Regions from separate parts of the Oncorhynchus mykiss genome. Here region 1 is linked to region 2. A link is a contact called in public Hi-C data. All regions are on one chromosome and are shown on one strand. Each heading gives the region's core, a stretch centred on a gene start, on an enhancer-like site or on the middle of the called end of the contact. The rest is flanking DNA. Distances are from core to core; before and after follow the strand shown. Region 1 overlaps rnf144aa (probable E3 ubiquitin-protein ligase RNF144A-A). Region 2 holds the start of vig1 (viperin).

Region 1 (6,540 bases), core at 2,939-5,438, 58 kb after region 2:
GTGGCATCCTATGACGGTGCCACGTTGAAAGTCCCTGAGCTCTTCAGTAAGGCCATTCTACTGTCAGTGTTTGTCTATGGAGATTGCATGACTTTGTGCTCGATTTTATACACCTGTCAGCCACGGGTGTGGCTGAAATAGCCAAATCCACTCATTTGAAGGGGTGTACAGATATGTTTGTGTGTGTGTTGTGTGTGTATATATAGTATAACAAAAAATCAAGCGAGAGGGTTGTGGAGTTGTCCACAGATGTCACGAAAGGCCACAGTGGTTTAAAGGGAAGGTTTTGGACTTTACAACTTAATGTTAGATGGTTCCTCACCCTGAAAAAGAAGTCTATGGGCCAGAAGAAACTGTAATCCATAGTTGTTTTCTCTAAACAGCCACAACAAACTTCATCTAACTTGAGCCATGGATTACAGTTTTTCCAGGCCCATAGACTATTTTTAGCTTGCGCAACCATCTAACATCAAGTTGTAAAATCCTGAACTTCCCCTTTAAACTCTGCCGCCTCCTCTCACTCTCTCTACCCCCTGTCAGGACTCCAAGTATGGCTTGTATGGCTCTTACTGTGATTACTGTACATACTGCACTTATCTAAACAATGAGCTCTGGAGTACGTTCTTCTCCTCTCTCGCCTTTCAAGAGTGTGGGAAATTAGTGTCCTAATTCGAATGGACTCCACGTACACTATTAGCCCGATCTGCGCCCAGCTGACATATGCAGCAATTACCGCAAAGGGCAAATGTATTACTCTGTGGACCATTCCCATTTTGCCTGGATCTTGCTGCCTTTTGCTGATACCATTTTTTTTTTTCACATTTCTCCCATGACATTCCTCTGACATAACAGCCAGCATTCAGGAGAAAGACACTCTCTCCTTAATCCTCACACTGATCCAGGTATTTTACCTTCCGATCTTTAGCCTGTATTCCATTACATTCAGGAATGGAATCCCGTTCCTTCCAGAGTAAAAGCTAGAATCCGAAAGTCCTGAAGAGTTACAAAATGACTGCCAGGGTGTCAAATGAAGTAGGACATGAAAGGTGTGCATTAATTCACTCTGGCCAGATGCGATCAATAGCCGGAGAATTGGCTCAGAAAAATGAATGTGCTTGTTCCCTGTCCGCCTCTCTGACACTTGAGAGGACAGCCGACAGCATCACCTGCTCTCCTTTCTGGCCTTCAAGAGTCAGCAGCACTCAGGTGGGAAAAGGACACAAAAGACCTGCCTTTAAGATGAATAGAAGAAAGAAAAGCCTGAAAGGAGTGCGGAAAAAAAGGCTGTGACGAGCACACTTTACATTCTCTCATTTCGTTTGCATTTCAGGTGTTAGGAGAAAATTCTGTTGATGTTTATTGCAAGCTTAGATCTATTGTACATTAACAAAGGCTGTTCAAGATCTGTGGCATGATAAACTGTATGAGTGGGTAATCTCTCGTGGCATTCTGGATCTCTGATATATCATGGTCTTTGTTCTTTAGCGTCATTCAGCAAAAACAATTGTTTCAACCAACATTTGTTTAAGAAACGTAACACACTGAACATTGCTCTCGCTCTCTCTCTCTCTCTCTCGCGCGCTCACCGTGTCTCCTCAGCTCCTTCTACAAGAGTGACGATGACGATGGTCCCATCAAGCGCTGTCCCAAGTGTAAGGTGTACATCGAGAGGGACGAGGGCTGTGCCCAGATGATGTGCAAGAACTGCAAACACGCCTTCTGCTGGTACTGTCTGGAGTCACTGGACGTGAGTAGAGAACCTTGTCGCACGCGAACACACACCCCTTTCTAGTGGTACATTCTGGAGCCCCTGGATATGAGTAGAACCTTGTCCCAATGTTTCCCCAAAACACCTCCCCACATCTGTGCTGCTGCAACATGTTCGCATAGAATAATACACACGTATCTTTGCAAATGAGTTTTAATTTCCCTTTTCAGCATGTTGGTCCTGACTTCAGTACAGCAGTCTGAAATGTGCATAGAATTCACTCTGTGTAGATTTCGCATGTCTGGTGTGAGCAGTGATCCAATGTGTTATCAGGGAATAACAGCACTGCAGGAGGTGTGATAAGGCTGCAGGCGGATGGATTTCCAAATCCAAAACCCGTTTTTATGACGTTTGATACAAGACAATGGAACTGAAACGGAGGGATTTTATCTGGGCTTGTAGGAGGCTTTACTTTGGCAGTGGCTTAAGTCAATTCTAATTGCAGACCACAGGCGATTTTACACGACACTGGTAATTTAAAAGCAATTTTCTCCAAGCAGCTGCCCCTACCTCTCAGTACTAATCATAGATCATTCTTTTCTCCTCTTTCTCTCTGTCTGTCTGTGTCTGGGTCTGTGTGTGTGTGTGTGTGTGTGTGTCTGTGTGTGTGTGACACACAGGATGACTTCCTCCTGATCCACTATGACAAAGGGCCCTGTCGAAACAAACTGGGCCACTCCAGGGCGTCTGTCATCTGGCACAGAACACAGGTGAGTAAAGTTAGTGCGCCCACTTTCCTCCTTTTGTCTCTCTCTGTCTCTCACACACACACACACACACACACACACTGGACTTCCCCTATGTCTGCAGCATGTGGCAGGGCACATGCAACACACTTTTCCCCTCACACAAACACTTCCACGCGCACACATGTTTAACGTGAATAATCATGGATGGTGCTCTGTGAAAACACTAGTCGGTAGGAGAGCACAGCTTGGTCGTTGTGCTCTGTGTGTTGGCCCGTTGTTGTTTGTGTCAACATGTCTCCAGCATTGCTTTCTTACAGCAGATTTTTTTTCTGCGTATAATATGTGGACATTTGCACGTCACTTATGGGTTAGAGTAATGCTTTTACTCTGGCACAGTCTCTAAAGTAAAAAGCAGGGGCGCAACTTTCACTGCACATTCTGAAATTTCATTTTTTTTTTCTTCATCTTTTATCATTGGAATGTGATCCAAAACGAGGCAACGGTGTGCTTTAGGACCATGCGGACGCCTCCGAGTTGACTGGATAAAGAATGATATTCATGAAAACCAAAGTTGCGCCCCTGGTAAAATGTAACACTGGTTGCTCAATGTTATTTGATGGTACTGTTAAGCTGTTCAGTTGCAACACACATAATGCTTGCCACACGTTATGTAATAAAAGTCAACACATCCTTTTTAGAATTCTGATTCTAATATCGAATGAGAATATTGAGTAGACGTTCTATATTTTCCTGTTCACCCAGTCGACGTTCAGCTCTCGCTATCATCCAGCACATATCTAGTCATAGACGAGCACATTTCCCGGGTTTAACAGAGCGTTGTGAACGCTAGCGTACACACTGACATCTGTTGCCCAGTAGGACAGGCTGAGTCATTTGAGCATGATTACAGCTTGTGGTACTGCACCTCCTTTACCCAGCCCATGCAACCTCACTGCTCCCCAAGCCCAGTCTCTCTCTTTAGCTCCTCATGAACGCGTAACACATACAGAAAGGACACCGGGGCCCTTATTCACAAAGGAAGTGCTGATCTAGGATGAGGTCCTGCCTGTCAATGTCATCTTATTCATTATGGCAAAAACAGATCCTAGATCAGCACTCCTACTCAGACATTTTCCGAATTAAGGCCCTAATATATCCTGCCTTTTGATAAAGAAAGCTCAGCCTCTCTGTTTTCTGTTTTCGCCTCTGTATCTGATTTTCAAATCCGTTTTGAGATTTGAGCTGAGGGGGTTGCATCCGCTAGGGACGCCGTAGAAGGAATGAAGGTCACCTCTCTCGACGCTTACTGTTCTCAGACCAGACATGGTCTATTTTATACGGTAGCTTTGTCAAGGGTTTGGTTGATCTGAGCGAATAGGATATCATGATAACCCCGGTATGCCGGTGTAACTAAAGGTTCATGGGGTGCTCGTCTGGGTAAATAATGTGATTACGGAGACCTCCGAAAAGAGGGAAGTGGACAGAAATACACGAGAAGGGATCGCATCAGCAATGTGTATATACATGCATGGAGCTATTTTATCGAAAGGTCTTTGTCATAGGCTGCCACTCTCTGCTGTCTTGTCCTTCATTGGCCCGCCCTGGGTGATCCTCAAAATGACTCTCCTACTCTGACACCGGCAGAAGTCCATTAGGTTATTCTAAGGCAGGTTTGCGTGTAATTGCTACTTTCGAAGGCCGTTTTGTAGCTGAGGAGATGTTTCTGCTTGTAGCTGATGCCCCCATGTGGTGAGATGGGAGACTTGCACTACAAAGATTGAAAATAACTTGCATGGTGGGTTATGACCACGTCAAACAAGAGAGCAAGTTTTGAGAAGGGAAGTGGAAATTATTTGGTGTGTATTATCTTGTTAAGGGATCTCTCATACGCTAGTCCTGTTTTTTTTTAAAGTATTTTCTATATAGTGCCAATTGTGTCCTTCCTGATATTTTTGCAGTGTAGCTAAACAAACGGTGTCTTATTAGCTTGTGCCTCTGCCTTGTTTGCAGTCTCTTACTTTCTCTCCTCTCTCTCTTTCTCCAAGGTGGTGGGGATCTTCGCTGGCTTCGGCCTTCTCCTGCTGGTGGCCTCTCCCTTTCTCCTCCTGGCCACGCCCTTTGTCCTCTGCTGTAAGTGCAAGTGCAGCAAAGGGGACGACGACCCCCTGCCCACCTAAACCCCGCCTCGCTAAGCAGGCGGCCATATTTATTTTTCGTCCCTTTCTTCCGTTTTCTCCCTCCGCTTCTGGCGGTGCTTCATTTAACGGGTCTGGGGCCAAGCTGCACCGTCTCGGCCCAGCCGCATCCCGATCCATCTCGCTCGCAGTGTCATGGTGGGAGAGGAGGAGTTGTGTTGACCCTGTGCTCCCTGGCCTGGTGGAAGATGGGTTCACAGAGGTCAGACTTTGTGGACGACAACGACGCGCCTCTCTGTGGGCTTGGGGGCCATGTGTCCGTTTACTGTAGCAGGGCCATGCTGAGGCCTTGAGGTGAGCTACAGGCAGTGGTGTAGTACAGAACCGAAGAGGATGTTTTATCAAGAGAAGGGGGATAAAGATGTGATGTCTGAATCCTCTTGTTGGAGACAGTTTCATGCAGGAGCTGCTACTATTGGAGGACCTTCACCTTAACTCGTTTCAAGTCGAGTTTCTTGTTTTTGTTGGTTTGTAAAACACAAAGCTTTCCCCCCACCCCTCTACTCTCGCTTTTTATCTCTCAACATACAGGAAATACCACTGGAGTTGGTGTTTTGTGTTTACTCTGTTTGCACATTAAAGACACTCAGTTTGTCGCTTTAAGTACCAGGGCGGGAGTCGGGAGGTTTTCTGTCTCTCACTCCCCTGTACAGCACGTTCTCTTGGTGATGTCTGTGTTTCTGTCATCTTTTGCTCTGTTCCCACTATCAGCAAGAAGTTATTGTTTTTACAAAATGGATTTGAACTCCTATTTCTGTCTTTAAAAAAAGTATATATATATATATTCTTACCCCCTTTTACTCCCCAATTTCGTAGTATCCAATTGTTAGTAGTTACTGTCTTGTCTCATCGCTACAACTCCCCGTACGGACTCGGGAGAGACGAAGGTCGAGAGCCATGCGTCCTCCGAAACACAACTCAACCAAGCCGCACTGCTTCTTTAACACAGCGCGCATCCGACCCTGGAAGCCAGCCGCACCAATGTGTCGGAGGAAACACCGTACACCCAGTGACCTGATCAGTGTGCACTGTGCCCGGGCTGCCACAGGAGTCGCTACTGAGACAAGGATATCCCTACCGACCACACCCTACCTAACCCGATGGACCTCCCGGTCGCGGCCTGCTGCGACAGAGCCTGGGCTCGAACCCACAGTCTCTGGTGACCTTAGACCACTGTGTCACCCGGGAGGTCTATGTGTCTTTTTGAGAGGGTGTCCCAAACTCCTTCTCACAGCCCAAAAAGAGGACTCCTGGTCCTGTGTTTACAAAGAGTCTCAGAGACAAAACTGATCCAATATCAGTACTCCTACTTCAAGACACTTTGTGAACATGGGCCCTGAACATTCGTCTCCCCATCCACACAGACGTGAACAAACCGTCTGGAACTGGTTCTGACTTGTGTTGTCGAATGGAATACTTTAATATAGATGTCATGGGGTTCATTCTGAGTTCCTCTCAACTAAAATATGAATCATATTTAGCCACATAGCAACAAATGGCCTTAAATGAATAAGAAACGAAGCCAAAAAAAGCCACCTCCCAGTATTCTGATGAAGGGGGAAAAAAACTGTCTACAAAAACACATGGCCATTGTCCAATTCCGTCCTCGTGAAAGCACACTTAAATAATGAATTTGTTCAATGCGTCAGTCATTCATTAAAACCTGTCTATTTTCAGGTGGAACATAGGAAATGAAATTGTCTCTCTGATACAAAGATGTCCCTTCATATGATCTATGTTACACTGATGTTGGTCATATATCCAACCTCTGTAATGAACAATAATCCTATATAATGTTTTTTTTTTTTAATGGTGTGAGTCCGTGGCAAACTTGCATAATGTTAGTGGTATTGTTGTCAGCGTTTTTGTTGGGAGCCAGTCGAGAGCT
Region 2 (6,230 bases), core at 453-2,952:
ACATTCACCGACAAATTAGGTCATTCCAATGTGTCACTGCGTATTTTATTAGGATCGCTTTTAGTCCTCATTTGGACTAATCTTCCAAGAGTCCTTAAACATTAAAATACAATTTATAACAATTAGCTTTTTGGTCAGAATGTAAATAAAATAGGCATAAGGTTAGCAGTGTGGTTCAATGTAGGTTTAAAATCACAAAATAGCACGCCTGATTTGGGAAACTGAGGAGAAAACGAAACTTATGGCGCACTTGACAAGCAAACCAAAACTTTAGCCATATTACCAAAAACGAAAGTGATGCAATGTGCACCTGACTGTCTGAGATAAGGGCTGCGTTTCAATCTCTATAAGACACACCCTCGTCCCCTTACCCTCGCCTTATGCCCTTGGGGGAATCCCTGTCACCATCTTGGACATCGGTCCAAACGATTAGCCAAACAAGGGAAGTTCGCAATGTAAGCTCCTCAGCCCTCGTTTTTGATTGAGTTTGCGAGTGTACAATTATGTTAACTTCGGGCCTGAAACAGCACATAATTCAACTCATGATGATTGTACATCTACTAAGAAAAGTCAGCCGAAACATAAAACCTTAACATCAATATGTATACGTCAATATGCAAGTGTAAGTAAAAATAACGACCGTAAAAAGTTTAGAAATTGTGCTACTAATGCAAACGATGGCACAAACAGTCTTGTAAAAGTAATTATGTTTTGTTTGGTTAGCTTTTGGAAATTGTAGAAATAAAAAATGTTCCTTCTTCAGAAGTTCCAGCCAGACAGGCTAACGTTAGGTAGCTAATTAATTTGCTAGCTATCACACAGTAGGCGTATATTAATCATTATATAGTTAATATAGGTAGACATGCAATCATAATTGACTGTAGCGCATATAAAGCACACACAAGCTACCTGTGGCTGAAAACACAATCATCGCGGGATGAATAAGTGACGAATTTCCATGCAAGGGCGGTACATTTCACAATATTTACTTCCTTCCTCCCTCGCCCTGCAAGTGTACTGTATTCTCGTCAGACGTCATGAGACGTCATCAGAAGTGTTCACTTAATTTGAGGGCTGCCGGGATAGGGTGTCTTTTAAGCGTTTGGAATGCAGAGGTGGGCCTATCATAATATGGCTGTTACTACCTGTCCCATGTCCTCACCTAAATTACGCTAGTGAGTCAGCTAATTTGCATGGCACTATTAGGGTATGAAGGCCTATTCAAAGCGCTTAAGCATGTAGGCGTGTAATAGGACTGCATTTGAATCAAGGCATACTTTTATTTTCAAGTTTTTAGAGCACTGCAATGATGGCCATTAAGCGTAATTGCACCACTACTCATACAGTTGGTAGCCATTGGGCACAGATGTCAGTTCAATGTTTAGTTTGGTTTAGCCTACATTTGGTTGAGTTGTCAACAAACGTGAATTACATGTGAAATCGACAACAACAAAACACGTTTTACAAATCCAATCAGTTATCCACGTTGATTCAACATAATCACGTTACATTTCGGGGGGTTGAAACAACGTTGATTGAACCTGTTTTCGATCTGTTCAAATGTGGACATTTCGGTTTCCTTATTAGCAAATAGAAACCCAGATGATGTTTTGATGAAACGTAAGTTACTTTACAACGCCAGGCGACGCGTCGTGTATCGCGGTATACATAGAGTCAAGTGAGCCCTGCATCAGACGTTTCAACTCGACAGGCCAGGTGAAGACTAGTAATATTGTTCTCTACCCAAATCGTGTTTGTGAAGATGTTCCTACAGCGCTGCATGAGTTTCCTCCAGTGCATCTTTGCAGCTGTTCTGGCCTGGATCGGTGTGCGAGGACAGCAGGTGCACGGCGCATCACAGTTCTCTTCTACAGGAAAAGTCAATCCAGCTACAATCAAGGTGGTGAACAATGTTATTTCTCAAGCTTCGGCAACTCCAAGCAGTGTCAATTATCATTTTACCCGACAGTGCAATTATAAGTGCGGTTTTTGTTTCCACACTGCAAAAACGTCTTTTGTCCTACCTATTGAGGAAGCAAAGAGAGGTTTACAGCTTCTGAAGGAATCAGGTAAGTTTGCCCAAATATTATATTTATGCTATTTCAAATCCATATTTAAATTCACATGGTATGTTATGACAGTATTATTATAGCCTATTGCTATGTCATTTAATGTTATATTCAGTGTTTACAATTCAGAATTTCATTATTTTTTGCAGGACTGGAAAAAATAAACTTTTCTGGCGGAGAGCCTTTCATACACGACAGAGGAGATTTCTTGGGGAAATTAGTCCAATACTGCAAACACGACCTCCAGCTCCCAAGTGTCAGTATTGTCAGCAATGGCAGCATGATCAGAGAAAAGTGGTTCCAAACATATGGTAAGATGGTTTTCATTTTCATTTCTGTGTTAAAATAAAATAAAGCACCCATCATAAACAAACAATCCTCATTATTCTCATGCGGTCAGAAAAAAAAGGTCATTTGATTGACACTAGATGTCAGCACTGAGTAAGTTTTTGATATAAGGTCACAAAATGTAAACTCAGAGAAGCATTTCACACGTTTTATTTGAAAAGCTTCACAGTTGACTCCTTACAAAATGTAGGACTCATCATAAAAGGCATCCTTTGATCATCAAATTGTTTAAAAAAATACTTGTTGATATTTTATCTCAATAAATCTATACTGTCACGTGAATGTGTGGATACATTTACAATACATTGGGGTTTCAAAATACAATTGTTTGAGATGATGTCAAAAACTCTCCTTGTCCTCACAGGCGAATACCTGGACATTCTGGCCATTTCTTGTGACAGCTTTGACGAGGACACCAACCAGACTATTGGCAGAGCCCAGGGCAGGAAGAGCCACCTGGACAACCTCTTCAAGGTCCGTGACTGGTGCCGGAAGTACAAAGTGGCGTTCAAAATCAACTCTGTGATCAACACCTTCAATGTGGATGAAGACATGAGAGAAAACATCACAGAACTCAACCCTGTACGCTGGAAGGTTAGGGTGTTCCAAAGCATTAACATTACACACCAGTAATGCTGTATCTGTGAATAGAGGTGTCTTCTCATACCATAGATGTAACAAATGAGTTGTATGGCCTTGACTTCACTGTGTGTGCTGTATAGGTGTTCCAGTGTCTGCTGATCGATGGCGAGAACGCTGGGGAGAACAGTCTGAGGGAGGCAGAGAGGTTTCTCATCAGTGATCAGCAGTTTCAGGACTTCCTGGAAAGGCACAGCAGCATCAGCTGCCTGGTACCAGAGTCCAATCAGAAGGTACGGGACTGTACTTAAGACAAAGAGAACACAATATTATATTTTTTATTGTCCGTTATATACAGTATATTATGATGATTCAACAACTACTACTCTATTTAAGTTGTTTCCAAATGCTACTAAGGTTTAAAGTACACTATTAGAAAAAAGGGTTCCAAAAGGGTTCTTCTGCTGTCCCTATAGGAGAAGCCATTTTGGTTCCAGGTAGAACAATATTTTGGGTTGCATGTAGAACCCTCTGTGGACAATATTGTAATACAAAATTAGTTTTGACATTAACATGTTTCCTTGTTGTCTTCTCTTGTCAGATGAGAGATTCCTACCTCATTCTGGATGAATATGTAAGTCCTTTTTTTCAATCCGTTATTTTACATGATACTCACTCTACATTCAGTCTTAGCATGCCCTTTAAAGGAGACAGTCCTCATCCATCAGAACTATTGAACAGCTGTCTAAATGCTTCTCATCGATTGAGATTTATAGACATGTACCTTCACATAGTAAGTCCCAGAGTAATGTGTGGCTTCAATCTTGATCAGAGGGGATTTACAGGCTTTGAGAAGGATGAAATGAGATGCTGTTTTGTCGATATTTTATTTTTTATTAGAATTAGGTATGAGGTTTCATAGCATTGATATTTCGATAATGGACTAGATTGTCAAAAGGCTCTTCTATGACCAGTTGTTAACACTTTATAACAACTTTCATGATTAAGCCTTTATAAATGCTTATACAATTCTTTATAAATGATTCCTCATGTTCTAAATGCTTATGAATTAGATTTTTTTTTTAAATGCTTTTTTAGATGCGTTTCCTGGATTGCCGAGAGGGGAGGAAAGATCCATCCAAGTCCATCCTTGATGTTGGCGTGGAAGAGGCCATTCAGTTCAGTGGCTTTGACGAGAAGATGTTCCTAAAGAGAGGAGGGAAATATGTGTGGAGCAAAGCTGACATGCGGCTCGAGTGGTGATCCACACATTATAATCAGTTATTGCTACACTTCTGTATGTATTTTCTGTATGTTTTTTTATAAAAAAATTGTTTCCGCCTGTATAACTGCACTTTACACTTAAATATTTATGATATTGTAAAAGTTATGTTGGAATCTTTTACTGCCATACCTTGAGGCGTTTGTGTACTGTACCTTTAATTAGTAGTAAAATTACACAACACAGCTACTCTACACGGACAACTATTTAATCACTCACTATCCCACAAGATAATAACTTTTTGTGTGCCCCGTTTTGTTTGAATTTTCTTATATACCCTGTTATCCAAATTTGTTTCTATTCACCAACCAAGAGGCTTATTTGCACTTTCATGTAGCATTTGGAATTTAGCACTTTGATTGAAGTGTAGGAAATGTATGAATTGCAGTGTGTTACATCTCTCTGTGTTTGTAATGTATCTCAAATAAATACAAAACGATGACTTTGCATGATACAGAATGATGTTTGTTAATCACAATCTATTTACAGGAAGCACATTTATTCAGTATCTGGATCAGGTTTGTTGTCATTCAACTATTCCAATTTTAAGAGGCAACTACTGTAGCTTAAAGTTATATGCATGCATTTCAGTTTGCTGTAAATGTTATTTTTGGAGGGTTTTACCCTTATTTAACTAGGCAAGTCAGTTAAGAACAAATTCTTATTTACAATGACGGCCTAGAAACAGTGGCCTTGTTCAGAATTACAGAATTTTACCTTGTCAGCTCGGGGATTCAATCTAGCAACCTTTCGGTTACTGGCCCAATGCTCTAACCACTAGGCTACCTGCTGCCCCAGTGGTTGTAGTTCTACTGTAGCCTAAATGTGCAGTAAATGTGTATTGGGATAACTCAAATCCCCACCCCTGATAAGATTGCTCACTGGATCACTATGAGGATGGGTTCCCTTGGGACTGACATGATGTCTCTGTTTACTACAGTATGTTGCAATCATTTATTGATTTTTGTCTCATCAGATCTGGAGACTCTTAATGGGACAATAGTTAGTCCCTTGATAAAAACCTATTATATTAAGCAGACCTATAGGCTTACCTCTGTTGCTACTGAAGCTGAATACCTGCATCAAGTAAAGCTTCATTTTCTTTCCTTGTTTTCCTTTCTTCATATTCTTCTTTCTGTTCTAAAACATTAGATATTTCCTTCCTTACGAGTGCTATGCTGATCAATGTTAGTGCTCTCCTACAATAAACACATTTTTTTTTCCATTTATTGATATTGGTCCATAATATAGCAAAACAAAATAAAAATACAATTCTGAAATAAATCGCCTGACCAGAATGGAATTTGACACAGTCACTGATTCAATTTTATAATAGGCCAATCAATATGAACTGTAATTCAGAAATTGCAATATAAAATGATTTAATCTCCAACCAGGCTGTTGATGAGTGAACATTTTATAGTGAAATGTACTCAGTTGGGTAATCCTACGTATTCATAATGCGCCATCGACACTGAAAGCAAAATTCCATCCGTCATTTAAAAACAATTTAAACACAGTAGCTATTGATTAACCAGGGCGTTTGGGTCCTGGATGCTGGTTGGCTGAAAGCTGTGGTATATCAGACAATATAACACGGGTATGATGCAAAATTACTTGTTTACTGTTTTAATTGCGTTGAAAACCAGTTTATTTAAGTGATATTGCCCTAGAAGCCGGTGTTTGGAGGATATATTGGTACGGGTTATGTTAGGCCCGAGACAAAACTGAGGGCTGGCAAACCGTGCCAATACTTCCTCCAAACACCGGCTTCAAGTGCATTATCACATTTATACAATGGGTTACCAACATGTATAAATGATGATTGACATTATTTTCATAAAAAATAATTTATTCATAATTTATTTAATCCTTTCACGAGATATAGTCCCAACACAAATCTAAGGTTGTTACGCAAGCCGGCTGGTCGTTCGTTCTATCGAGACGCAACC

Evidence for each region. A called contact is a pair of places that touch in the nucleus more often than the background predicts.
Region 1: a Hi-C map of liver shows a contact between it and region 2, with 4 times the contacts expected there. The contact joins the enhancer-like site here to the promoter of vig1 in region 2. A contact is called at or near these places in 3 of 3 Hi-C or Micro-C datasets (blood and liver).

Annotation. Positions count from the first base shown.
Region 1 is chr25:9,652,128-9,658,667 of USDA_OmykA_1.1, forward strand. It overlaps rnf144aa (probable E3 ubiquitin-protein ligase RNF144A-A), which reads left to right. Exons shown (of 9, transcript XM_036962724.1): 6 at 1,600-1,747; 7 at 2,389-2,487; 8 at 4,503-4,587; 9 at 4,738-5,305. The coding sequence ends at 4,814. Among protein-coding and RNA genes, the nearest start is that of rnf144aa, 51 kb to the left of the region's middle. Within about 2 kb of position 4,189, at least 2 of the 11 cell types and tissues checked have an H3K27ac peak or open chromatin away from gene starts, as enhancers often do.
Region 2 is chr25:9,596,896-9,603,125 of USDA_OmykA_1.1, forward strand. It overlaps vig1 (viperin), which reads left to right and starts at 1,703. Exons shown (of 6, transcript NM_001124253.1): 1 at 1,703-2,069; 2 at 2,219-2,380; 3 at 2,782-3,011; 4 at 3,140-3,289; 5 at 3,598-3,630; 6 at 4,095-4,734. The coding sequence starts at 1,763. The coding sequence ends at 4,259.